2 separate regions of the Rattus norvegicus genome follow, and region 1 is linked to region 2. A link is a contact called in public Hi-C data. All regions are on one chromosome and are shown on one strand. Each heading gives the region's core, a stretch centred on a gene start, on an enhancer-like site or on the middle of the called end of the contact. The rest is flanking DNA. Distances are from core to core; before and after follow the strand shown.

Evidence for each region. A called contact is a pair of places that touch in the nucleus more often than the background predicts.
Region 1: a Hi-C map of kidney shows a contact between it and region 2, with 2.4 times the contacts expected there. The contact joins two enhancer-like sites. A contact is called at or near these places in 5 of 12 Hi-C or Micro-C datasets (the A7r5 cell line, frontal cortex, kidney and 2 more).

The regions. Positions count from the first base shown.
Region 1 is chr10:42,295,514-42,301,716 of GRCr8, reverse strand. No RefSeq gene overlaps it. Among named protein-coding and RNA genes, the nearest start is that of Galnt10, 24 kb to the left of the region's middle. Within about 2 kb of position 4,731, at least 3 of the 93 cell types and tissues checked have an H3K27ac peak or open chromatin away from gene starts, as enhancers often do.
Region 2 is chr10:42,236,296-42,242,660 of GRCr8, reverse strand. No RefSeq gene overlaps it. Among named protein-coding and RNA genes, the nearest start is that of Mfap3, 42 kb to the right of the region's middle. Within about 2 kb of position 2,615, at least 5 of the 93 cell types and tissues checked have an H3K27ac peak or open chromatin away from gene starts, as enhancers often do.

The DNA of each region.
Region 1 (6,203 bases), core at 3,482-5,981, 57 kb before region 2:
CCAGGTAGACATGGCGGTCACCAACTTGAATCATATAATGGATACCTGAGATAAACTCTTCTCTGATTGACATTAGTGGCAACAAAACAGGTGTCATTAGAGTGGAAGTCACATGTCCCTGGTCACACAGCTGATCTTAGGTGCCCAATGAGGGGCTGAAACCTACCTGATTCCCAACTGGGTGACCTCACCATTTTTTATCTTTTTTTTTTTTTTTTGGATAGACAGTTCAGCCTCAGACTTCTTCAGTCGGAGGGGACACTCAGCTTTTTTACCCTTTTCTGAGATTACTGGATGGCTTTTGGCTTCCCTCTCTTCCTTTTTAAATTTCAAGAGCCATTGTGTGTTCCATAAGCATCCAAGGATCATTTTATAGCCAAAGGCCCCCAGGCAGAATTTCCAGCGCAACACAAAGTGTTCTCTGAGATGAAATTCCCCCAGGCAGCTGTCCAGGACAGCATTCAGGGAGGTGATGCCTGAGGATCACTGACAAGAACAGGTCAGGCAGGACAGGACCCTGTTAAGATCGCAAGTGGATTCCGAGAAGTGTCTGCTTGTGAGTAATTATTCTCGGCGTTTTCCTGCACTCCAGATCTCATAAAGAGGCTTCAAAGACCGGTTCTCTGGGGACTGTTTTATCAAAAGGGATTTGACATGAGGAAAAGCGTCTAGATCAAACTCAGCTACTAATTGAAACTGCAAGATCTGAAAAGAAAAAAAGAAATCTTAACAGGAACGAGGTGGATATGCAGATTGACCAGACACCTCAAGGCCATGAGAGTGGGGACTTGGAACCTAAACTTACAGCTGGTGTGGGAAACACAGGGCGCCACCTGCTGTCTTTGTAGTTGGGTCGCTCCTAAAGCAGCCCATTCATCATTTGACAACCACACGTCACTCACTGCACGCTGGGACCGAGTGAGCACCCAGCCTTCCTCAGTGGGGAGAACCTTGATGGGTAGCAGAGGTGTTTCTTAAAGAAGCTTGTGGTACTCAATACCCCGCTCAGACGTCTTAGCTGGAGGCGGCTCTTTCTCATCTCCCAGCCCCTGTTCCTCCCAGCTCCTGTCCCCGCCCCCCTGAAACCCCATCGGTTCATTTCTGACGGTTTGGTTTTACTCTCAGGTTAAACTGGGACTACGAGTCTGAAGCCTGGAGATAGCTCCGTTGGGAGAGGGCTTGCCTGGCATGCATTAGGTCCTAGATTCCATCCCCAGCATGAGGAAATTGAACATCATGGTGCGTGCCTGCGATCCTGGGGTTTACGAAGTAGAGGCAGGAGGACTAGGAGTTCAAGGTCATCCTAGGTTACATCAAGAGTTCAAAACCTGCCTGGGCTATGTGAGACCTTGACTTAAAAACATACAAAACCACCAACAACAAAATGTCTATTTGTAGACAGAAAGAATGCCTTCCTTTCCTGGCTCTCCCAATATCCACACAGTGATCAGACCTTGGCCTTCACTCTCATAAGTTGTGTACCTGTGAGCAGGCAGCTTATCCATGTTGTTGTACAAATATAAAAAATAAAAAAGTATCTTTTACCCCGCTAGGTCTGGCACCGCAGTGACCCAAGATATCTGCGGGATATCTTGCCAGAAGCACACATTCCAATCCTGTGGCGGCCCAGACCAGCCGCCCCACACTCCCTTACACTTAAATCTGCACATGAAAGAACACACAACACAATAACCCTTGATCCAATTGATAAGATATAATTGCCCAACTAAACGTATAAAGCCCAGTACCATCCATCCCTTGAGAGCATTAATAACAACCTGTAAATTCACAGAGCAGAATCTTAATATCACCTGCCATGGCTTCTCTCCCTCTCCCTCCTGTCTCTCTTCCTTTCTCTTCTAGTCTCCTCCTCTTCCTTCAGACTTTTTTCCCACCCATCCTTCCTTCTCGGCCAATGACAGGCCTCCTACTATCTTGTACCTGCCTCACCTGTGACATCATCCCACATATCCACACTTTCCTTCAGCTTCCTTATATGTGAAAAAGGATAAAATGTGTGTGAGGGCAGGCAAGATGACTCAACAGGTAACAGTGCTTGATACTAACCCTAATGGCCTCAATTTGACCCCCAGAAACCTCATGGGAGAGAGAACCAACTCCTGCAAGTTGTCCTTTGACCTCCACATACATGGGATGGCATGGATGAATTGCATGCACAAATACACACACACACACACACACACACACACACACACTAACATATACCATATATATGTAAAATAAATAAATAATAAATACAATGTAATTCTTTATGTTTTAAAAAAGAAAAATATATGGGAGATGCTTAGACTATTGCCAAGGTGCGTGATGGATATTATAATTAGAGCGCGGAGTTTGGGTGGGGCTATTTGTCAGAGGGTGGCTTACTGTGTGTTACTGTGTATTTGAGTGGTTGTAGGCTTCTGTTCGCCTCTCCCGGATAGAACCTGAACTCCAACACAGCTGTCTGACCCATCCCTATATCCCCAGCCTTACTCGGTGTCTCAGTTACTGTTTTTCTAATGATCTAAGGAATAAAAGACCCACCCCACACTGTGGGGTTGGGTTAAGAGGAGAGTTAGGGATGCTGGAGAAAACAGGTGCTCTTGGAGGTCCCCTTCCCCCCAAACACCTCCAGCAGCTTCTTGTACCTGAACCCACCATGAAAAGCATCCTTAAAATGTAGGCAAGCAGGAGTTAGGAGAGAGCTACAGCCCAGCCTCAACCTTGGCTCTATGCTGCAGCATACCTGGGGAAGAGAACATGAAGACAGGCAGGCAGGGACAGGAGCCCAAGGGAGGGCAGAGGCAGGGTGAGCAATCAGAGGTGCTCCAGGTGGACATTGAGGACACAGAGAACCAGGGACACCTATGGCTGACAGACACACGGTAGAAGTTGAAGAAGCAAAGGACGGAAGACGAGTGTTGGACCTGGCAGGGAATCCTCCAAAGGCTGACAGGCTACAGTTGGCTGGTGATTTATGAGCAGTGAGCGTTTCCTCACAGCAGAACCTCCAGAGAAGCTGGCTGGAATGGCGCTCTCAGAGTTGGGGAGATCATGGTGCAGAAGAAGGAGTTCAGCCTCCCTGCCTATCTCACACACTTTAAACAGAGACTTGTGAGAGCAAGTTGGTGGCTCAAGCCTGGAATCCCAGCCATGCAAAGCTAGCATCGGCTACACAGGAAACACAAGGCTAAGTAGTCTCCTTTGTCTCACACACTCCATTCCAAACAGTGAGACCCACGCAGGAAGTTTTGACTCAAGATCAATGACATTAACTGGTCTCTGCCCCTCCCCTTTCCTCTTTTCTTCCCTCCCTTTGTCCCCTTCTCTTTTCCCTTCTTCTTTCCTCAATCCCTATTCCTTTCCTCTCTCCTCCTTCCACCTCCCCCTCCTCCTCTTCTTTACTTTTGAATTATTCAGCACACAGAAAGTACAAGGCACTCGGGGCCACAGAGATCCAATAAGACATGATTCTTAACTTTTAAAGTGTCCTCCGTGGCAGCTCGTGAGCGGAAAGAAGCCGTCAGCAGGATGATGAGTGCCGTGTGGTTCTGCTTACGACATCAGTGTTTAATTTTGTTTGTTCGAGCTTCCTGGGTATGTGGGGAGGCAGGCACGAAGTGAGCCAGGCGACAATGATCCAATTTGCAGCTGAAGCTTCTGGGGGGATGAGTAGAAATGGAACCTGAATGGAAACTGGGGGGTTTGTTCTGTCTGAATGTGAATGAACGGTTTTTATTTTACTTGGTGTGTATGTGTGTGTTGTGGGGTAGGGGGGGAGGTCGACGGTGAGATGAGTCAGCAAATAAAGGAGCTTGCGGCCAAGCCCGAGTACCTGAGTTCAATACCCAGATTTTCCATATAGCCAAAAGAGAAAATGGACCCCGAAAGTTGTGCTCTGACTTCCACGCAGGTTCTGTGGCAGGGGGCTACCCTTTCTCTCATAATAAGTTTTGAAATGAAAAGAAGGAATATCTAATGGTGTTTCAGAGCAGCCATTCTTAGATGGTAGGCACCACTCTTGTAAATTTCTCATGTTGAGGAAAAGAAGCTCCAGGAACCAGCGGGTTGTGATATAGTAAGGTGTTTGTTAGTCCACATTTTTTTTTTCAAAAGCAGGTGCACCAGGGCTGGCCAGACAAAGGCTGAAGAGAGGCACCTTCTCTCACAGCCCTGCATCTTTCTTCCTTCTGATCACACTCTGAGCTGTTTGAAGTGGGCCCACGTTCAGTAAGATTCAATGAGGCCGGGGACGAACCTCTGTGCAGCAGAGGCTTCAGTCAGGCCCAACAAATGGGTGCTTACACCAACCCTCACACAATGGGTATTTTCAGTAAGAACATGGGAAAACTGGGCGTGTTTACATTAGATGCCAGCTCTTCAGGGACATGTAGTGACTTCCTGTATTCTGTGTGACAGGATTAGACCTTTTGTGGTTTCATTGTTTTGAAGATAGGTGGCCCTGGCTGGATTTGAACTTACTATGTTGCTGAAGATGATCTCGGACCCCTGATCCTCCTGCTTCTCTCTGGAAAGTGCTGAGATTTAAGGCATGTGCCTGGATCAAGTGTTTAGATCCTTTAAAGGCCTTCTGCCCACGTCTGCAAAACAGAAATGATTCCCATCGCATTGCAAGGTCATACATATTAAATGAGTTGTGTGTGTAAGAGCCTAGCCCATTGCACAGGGCAAGGAGCTGGGAATAGTTATTTCCTCTTGGGACTGCAGTTGTTTGGGGGAGCACATTCTGTTCCTGTTGGAGGACTCTATCAGCCAGCCTAGCTGTGGAGGGATAGAAGCTTGCAGTATTTGGCCAGTGTTCTCTACACGGGCAAAGACAAATAGGGACCTATTTTTTTCTGCATTATAAGGGCACACCCATTGTACATGTTGTAGAGTGGAGCCTGCATTTTCTGTATGGATGGCTCAGTGTACATACTAACTAATGCTTTGCTAGGTTCTCAGTTCACCCCTAGCCCAGGCGGTGCTGGGAGGCATACAGGACTGCTGTGAGCAAACACTAACCGTGCTTACAGCTGCACAGAGACCAACAGTGAGGGACAGAGTCACATGGACGTAGCTGATCACCTGACCAAAGGGGCAGGGCTGAACTCTGGAATGACTGCCCATTTTTAGTTCTGTTCTCTATATAGCCAGCTGGCCGGAGATGGGATGAAAGGCTGTTTCCTGAGGTGTATTTCTGCTGCCTTCTTGGACCTGTAGCTCTCAATGAAGTGCTATTTAAAGGCGTTGCTCATCAGACAACAAAAGGAGATCAAGGGGATACAGATCGGAAAAGAAGAGGTCAAAATATCACTATTTGCAGACGACATGATAGTATATTTAAGTGATCCCAAAAGTTCCACCAGAGAACTACTAAAGCTGATAAACAACTTCAGCAAAGTGGCTGGGTATAAAATTAACTCAAATAAATCAGTTGCCTTCCTCTATACAAAAGAGAAACAAGCCGAGAAAGAAATTAGGGAAACGACACCCTTCATAATAGACCCAAATAATATAAAGTACCTCGGTGTGACTTTAACCAAGCAAGTAAAAGATCTGTACAATAAGAACTTCAAGACACTGAGGAAAGAAATTGAAGAAGACCTCAGAAGATGGAAAGATCTCCCATGCTCATGGATTGGCAGGATTAATATAGTAAAAATGGCCATTTTACCAAAAGCAATCTACAGATTCAATGCAATCCCCATCAAAATACCAATCCAATTCTTCAAAGAGTTAGACAGAACAATTTGCAAATTCATCTGGAATAACAAAAAACCCAGGATAGCTAAAGCTATCCTCAACAATAAGAGGACTTCAGGGGGAATCACTATCCCTGAACTCAAGCAGTATTACAGAGCAATAGTGATAAAAACTGCATGGTATTGGTACAGAGACAGACAGATAGACCAATGGAATAGAATTGAAGACCCAGAAATGAACCCACACACCTATGGTCACTTGATTTTTGACAAAGGAGCCAAAACCATCCAATGGAAAAAAGATAGCATTTTCAGCAAATGGTGCTGGTTCAACTGGAGGGCAACATGTAGAAGAATGCAGATCGATCCATGCTTATCACCCTGTACAAAGCTTAAGTCCAAGTGGATCGAGGACCTCCACATCAAACCAGACACACTCAAACTAATAGAAGAAAAACTAGGGAAGCATCTGGAACACATGGGCACTGGAAAAAA
Region 2 (6,365 bases), core at 1,366-3,865:
TTTGACCTACATCTACACATAAAAAAAAAAAAAAAAAAAAAAAAAAAAAACCCAATAACTACACCATCCAAGCTGAGGTCCGTTGCTCCTTTGATGCAGGCAGCCAGGGAGCTGTTCTGTTGCAGCCGCCTTTCTGGTTAAGCTACCTATAATATGGCTAGTCTGCCCTGCGCATATAACTGTCTTCCCAGGTAGAGGAAAACGGCAGTCTAGCTCCTGAAATCTAATCTGAGGGGCAGAGGCTGTCAGGCAGGCGGCAAGATTCATGATAAAGCGTTAGTAGATGCAACACTTGTCTGGTTGACTGCGGCGGCAGTGACCTGGTGTCGCGTGCAGAGGGTTCTCCAGGTTGGGAGCACCACGTATGTGCTTCTTTGGCGATGCGGCGTACCCCTAGCTAATGAATTCAGAGGTGCAGACGAGCGCTTAGAGGAGACTGCTTCTACTTGGGTAGCTCCTGGAGAACCTTTCATTTATTTGAATCGTGTCTTAGATCTGCCCTCTGTGATCAAATTAATGAAGAGAAGCGCACACACACACAAAGCCCCTTGGTGTGGGATAAAAAAAGACATCGGGCTCAAAAGAAAGGGCGAGAGCGAGAAAGCCGCGAGTGCCTGAGGGGCTCCTGTGCCTGGCTGCCTAGCAGAAGCTTCACAGAGCCGGCTTCCTCTCTTCTCTGTCTAGGGAGTTGCACCAGCAGTGAGGGAAGGTTGCCATTTCACAGTGCTCCACTAACTTGGCGGTACATCTGTGTAAAGGCCTCCCTAGGAGGACCTACCCTTTCTTGCATACCCCAGTTCCTGCAGTCATCCAAATATTTTTATTCCTGGCTTATTTTTTTGGAGAGGGAAATGAGCTTGGCTGGAAGCTAGGAGGTGGGGGAGGGCTTAGTTGGGTCAGGGCTGTGTCTGTGCTCCCGAAGTGAGAACAGAGGATCAGCCACAGAAGTGATTCAGGTGAGTGACACAGTGTCTGAGGCTGTGACTCAGTGGCAGAGTGCCTGCTTAGCAGTCATAAAGGTCTGAGTTCAATCCACAGCTTTGGGGGGAAAGGAAGGGAGGGAGGGAGGGAGGGAGGGAAAACACAGAAAATGAAACATAAAGGGCACAGGTTTGTCTTTATAACAATGAAGAAGTGACCAGCCTCAGTAGTCCCTACCTATAGCCCAGCTACTTAGGAGGCTGAAGCTCCGGGTCCCTCCTTCTCTTTTTGAGCTCTCCTGTTTGCCTGAGGCTTCATGAGAGGATGAACTGGAACAAGTCCTGGGTTCAAATCCCACCTCCATTTCTACCTAGCAGTGTGAGCTTACCTCCCTGAGCTTATCTCAGCCTTCTTTCTTACAAAATAGGGAATGAGGCCCTTGTCAACCTTGCAGTGGAGGTTAGGACCGCTAACAGCCCTTCTGAGTTCTGACTTCTTCATACAAACCAGGGTGATTTTCCGCTTGTGACCCTTTATGCCTGTGGATGTTTTTATGTAATCAGGAGTACGTAGGTGTATAAAACAGGCATATGAGCAGACAGTCACAATGATAAAATGTACAGAAACCTAATTTTTTACATTAAAAATGATTTAGTGTGTGCATGTATGTGTGTATGTATGTGTGTGTTGTATTTATGCGTGTGTGTTTGTGTGTGTATGTGTATATGTGTGTATGTATGTGTGTGTGAGTGTGTTAGTGTGTGTGTACGTGTGTATGTGTGTATGTGTGTGTATATGTGTGTATGTGTGTACATGTGTGTGCATGTATGTGTGTATATGTGTATGTGTGTGTATGTCTGTATGTGTGTATATGTGTGTATGTATGTGTGTGTATGTGTTTGTGAGTGTGTATGTGTGTACATGTGTGTGCATGTGTGTGCATGTATGTGTAGGTATGTGTGTGAGTGTGTGTATGTGTATGTATGTATGTGTGTGTGCATGTGTGTGCATGTGTGTGTATGTGTGAGTGTGAGTGTGTATGTGTGTGTGTGTGCATGTGTGCGTGTGTGTGCATGTGTGAGTGTGTGTATGTGTGTGTGTGTCCTGGGGATTGAACTCAGGTTTGCAGGTTTGACATCAAGCCTTTTCATTGTTGAGCCATCTCACCAGTCCAAGAAAGTTATTTTGAAGCAATTCTTTGGTATCCGTATACTCTTGTTGTTGATTACAGACTAAATCAAATGTGCATACTAAGGAGAGGGGTAAGCTTGTTCGCTTTTACATACATAGTTCATGTTGGGCTACACATTTGATGCTGCAGGACATGGCATCTTCAGTGTTCTTCAGAGCTGGCAGCTTTTTTGGTTTTCTGTCATCCGTGCTGAGAAGGTCGACTCACAAGGATACATGGCACAAATGACAGAAATTGTGTTTAGAGCCATTTCAGAAATCATCAGGAATCCCGTTTAATCCCAAGCCAGCGTTCACTTAATAATTTTTTTTTAATGAAGCTCAAGTCACAACCCAAGCAGCGATTTTAAAACCAAACATTCTACTACAGTACATTCCAAACATACACTAATTTGATACATGCTGAGGGATGACGATAGAAAACTCGGTCTTTGTTTTCCTGATTAGATCACCATGCTTCTACAGGAACTGGAAACTTGGCATGGGCAGTAAGCCTTCAGCAGACTTGGAACGTAGCTCAGCCTTGAATCTGGGCTGAGGTCAGGCAGGCAGCGTCCCTCCGTATCCAGCGGCTGACGGCAGGTGAGCTGCGGAGGGCCTGGGTCCTGTGTTCAGCCCCAAGGCTGCAGCGACCTCACGGAATAGAACAGCAAACACAGACAGGCACTGCCACAGATGTCATGAATGCGTTGTGTGAGTTCTAACCTTCATTTTCATTTTATGTCTGTAGGTGTTTTGCCTGACATGTTTGGTTTCAAGTTAATTTTTGGTTGTTGTATATCTAGAAGTCTTTACCACTGGTTTTCTTCCCTTTTCTTTTTTTCACAACTATCACAGTCTGCTGTGTGCCTCCACATGGAGATGTGACCCACTGGTCAAGCAGCTGTGGTCAATGTGGGGGGAGGAGTAAGATGTATGAAATGAGTGCTGTTGATTGTGGCTTCTTAGGACTGATGCAGGGGTTAGAGAGCTAAACTCTGAGATGGGTGCCTTGCTTGCAGCTCCTGCTGGGTCCTAGGAGCCTCCCACTGCGCAGGTGACTTTAAAGGTGACAATGAACAGTCATTTCCCTCATCTGGTCAGGTGGTGTGTGCGAGTGTGTGTGCAAGTGTGGCAGTGTGTGTATGTATGCTTACATGTATTATGTGCAGGGCAGAGGACAACCTCCAGGGTTGCTCCTCAGAACTGTCTACCTTATTATGTTTGTGTATTGAGACAGGCTCTCTTACTGGCCCGGAACTTGACAAGTGGGCAAAGCTAGCTGGCCAGTGAACCCAGAGTCTGCATGTCTCACATGCCACCAAGCTTCGATTTTTTTTTTTTTTTAACATGGGTTCTGGGGACTGTACTCAGACCAGTGTGTCTGCAGGGCAAGCACTTTATGCACTGAACCATCTTTCCAGCCCTCAGGTTATTTCCCCACACGGGTTTGGACTCCATTTACAGAGCTGCTTATGTTTGGCAATAAAGTCCCCCCTTCACGCCCCCCACCCCCACCTGTGGTGAGCTTTGTGTGTGGTTGTCTCTGGATGAGCAAACAGAGTCCTCTGATGAGAGAGGAACTCCCAGGGCCTCCAGTAGAATATCTGCGAACAAGGAAATGTCAAGGAACATGTTTTTCTCCTGGTAAATGTCCTGGACCAACCTGGTCCTGTTTGATTTCAAGGCAGGAAGTGCAAATTAAGGACCTGAGAGAGCTCATTCTCACTGACTCCTGCTGGCGTCTGGGAGGGATGTGTCAGCTCATCAAGGAGGGAGAGCTATGGGGTGGGGGCTGTTAGTCTCAGAAAGGGCAGCTGTAGCAGCTCTAACTGAATCGCAGCTTGAATTAAAATCTGGTGAACTCCAAGCCTGGAAAACGACTAGATGCCACCAAACGTTAGAGATGATCTAATCTGAACTCTCTCGAGAGGGAAACTGAGCTCAGTGAGTCTACAGCTGGGCGGAGGCTAGGCCTCGAGACTTCTTGGGGGTGTTGTGTTTGCGTATGTGTGCCTGTGTGTGTGTGCCTGTGTGTGTGTGTGTGTGTGTGTGTGTATGGTGTGTATGTATATGTTGTCTGTGTGTGTGGTATGTGTGTGGTATATGTGATGTGTATGGTATGTGTGGTGTACGTGATGTGTGTGGTATGTGTGTGTGTAATATGTATGTGGTATGTGCATGAGTGTGTGGCATGTACATATGATGTGTATGTGTTATGTGTATGTGTTGTGTGTGTATGTATATGGGTGTGTGGTGTGTGTATGATGTGTGTATGATACAGGTGTGGGGTATATGGTGTATATGTATGTGTGGTGTGTGTGGTATGTGTGTGATGTGTGTATGTATGTGCATGTGGTGTGTGGTATGTATGGTGTGTATGTGTGTTGTGTGTGTGGTGTATGTAGCATGTGTGTGTAGTGTGTTGTGTGTGTGTTTATGTGTATGTGTGTTGCACTTAGGGCTTTCTTCCTTTGCCTTTCTCCTCCACTGTTTGCTCTGCGTCACACTTATACACTGTCTGCTCTGTTATTATCCTGGTTTTCTTAATACTTGAATCAATTCCATTTTTTATTCCTAAATAAATTAATTTTGAAAGGCAATTGCCATAAAGGGAAAGCAGGGATCATTTGCCTCAGTCACGGGCAACTGCAGACACAAATGCTATGAAAGGCAGCCAAATGTGAACAGACACTCTTGTGTGGGGCTGAGGATGTAGCCCAGTTGAACACTGCCTGCCTGGTATGTGTGGAGCCCTGGGCTTACTTCTTACCACTGTATAAACCGGGTGTTGAAGTGGAAACTTCTGGTTTCTTTGGAAAGTTAGTTATCAAATGATCTTTTACTGGGGCACACAGGTGAAAGGACGTCTTGCCGAAGCAATCAAGTGAAAGATTGCTTTCCTGCAGCAGACACAGGTGAGAGGATGCTTGGATGCAGCAGACACGTGGAAGGGCCCATGGTGAAGGAGTGTAGACGTGACCCCACAGACAGGGGATGAGCACTGAGCTTGGTTGGTTTGCTCCGCCTCCTACTCTTCCCTAACAACTCGCATGTATTGGTTCGCCTTACGGAGCTGAACTTGTGATAATGTGGCCACTGAGAGAAACTCGATCAAGGGCTGCTTGTGAGGTTCCTGCAGCTGCCTGGTGTCTGCCTGCCTAGAGGACTGGACCATAGCTACTGAATCATTTGGTGTTTGCTATGGGACTGAACTGCTGCCCAAGAAGATCAAAGAACAATTGCTGAACAGGTCCACTTCCTCCCTTTTGTCTTCTTTACCTCTGCTGGGTGGTGGGCTAGAGGAGAGGACGAACCCTTATTAAAAGTAGGTTGCAAAAATTTATGCCGACAAGGTGTGGTGGAGCCCACCTGTAATCCCTGAACTCGGGAGGTAGATGCAGCAGGACCAGTTCAAGATTGTCCTTGGCTACATGAGGCCTGTCTTAGAAGAAAAAAAAGAAAGAAAGAAAGAGACAAAAAAAAAAAAAAAAAAAAAGAACAGATATGCTCCCCTACACATTCACAGAGCTCATTCTAACAGCCGAGAGAGCCATCCTATTGAACAGGACCTGGGGACAGCTTTTTTTTTTTTTACATGAGTACACTGTCGCTGTCTTCAGACACACCAGAAGAGGGCATCAGATCCCATTACAGATGGTTGTGAGCCACCATGTGGTTGCTGGGAATTGAACTCAGGACCTCTGGAAGAGCAGTCAGTGCTCTTAACCACTGAGCCATCTCTCCAGCCCTAGGGGAACAGCTTTCAAGTCAAGGGAGAATCTTCACAGCTGTTTCTCACAGCAAGAGCCACCAAACTGACCAGGAAGGTGGGAAAGGTTTTGCTTTTGTTTTTGTGGGAAAGTTCCTAGAAGTAGAATGTGAGGCTCAGGAATCTTACCTGTGCCACTTTGCAGTGCTGCTTGGTAACCCAGGAAAGATAGTGTGTGGCGGAAGTTGTCACAGTCACTAACTGGAAGCCCTTTGAGTAACAGACCGCACAGAAGGCACTTAGCAGAGTCAGGGTCTGTAATTATGGTGAAAATGTAGTGGTCAAGGCACGGTGGTACACGACTGTTATCAGGTGGCAGAGGCGGGAGGATATCTGAAAGTTCCAGGTCTGGACTGCATAGTGAGTTTCAAGCCAGCCAGAGATGCATATCAAGGTTCTGCCAAAAGTAACTGACTGACAAAGAAAGAAACGGGCAAACAAAACAGGCTGGAGGGGTGACTTAGTAGTTAGGAACACGCGCTGCCCTCGCAGAGGACATTGC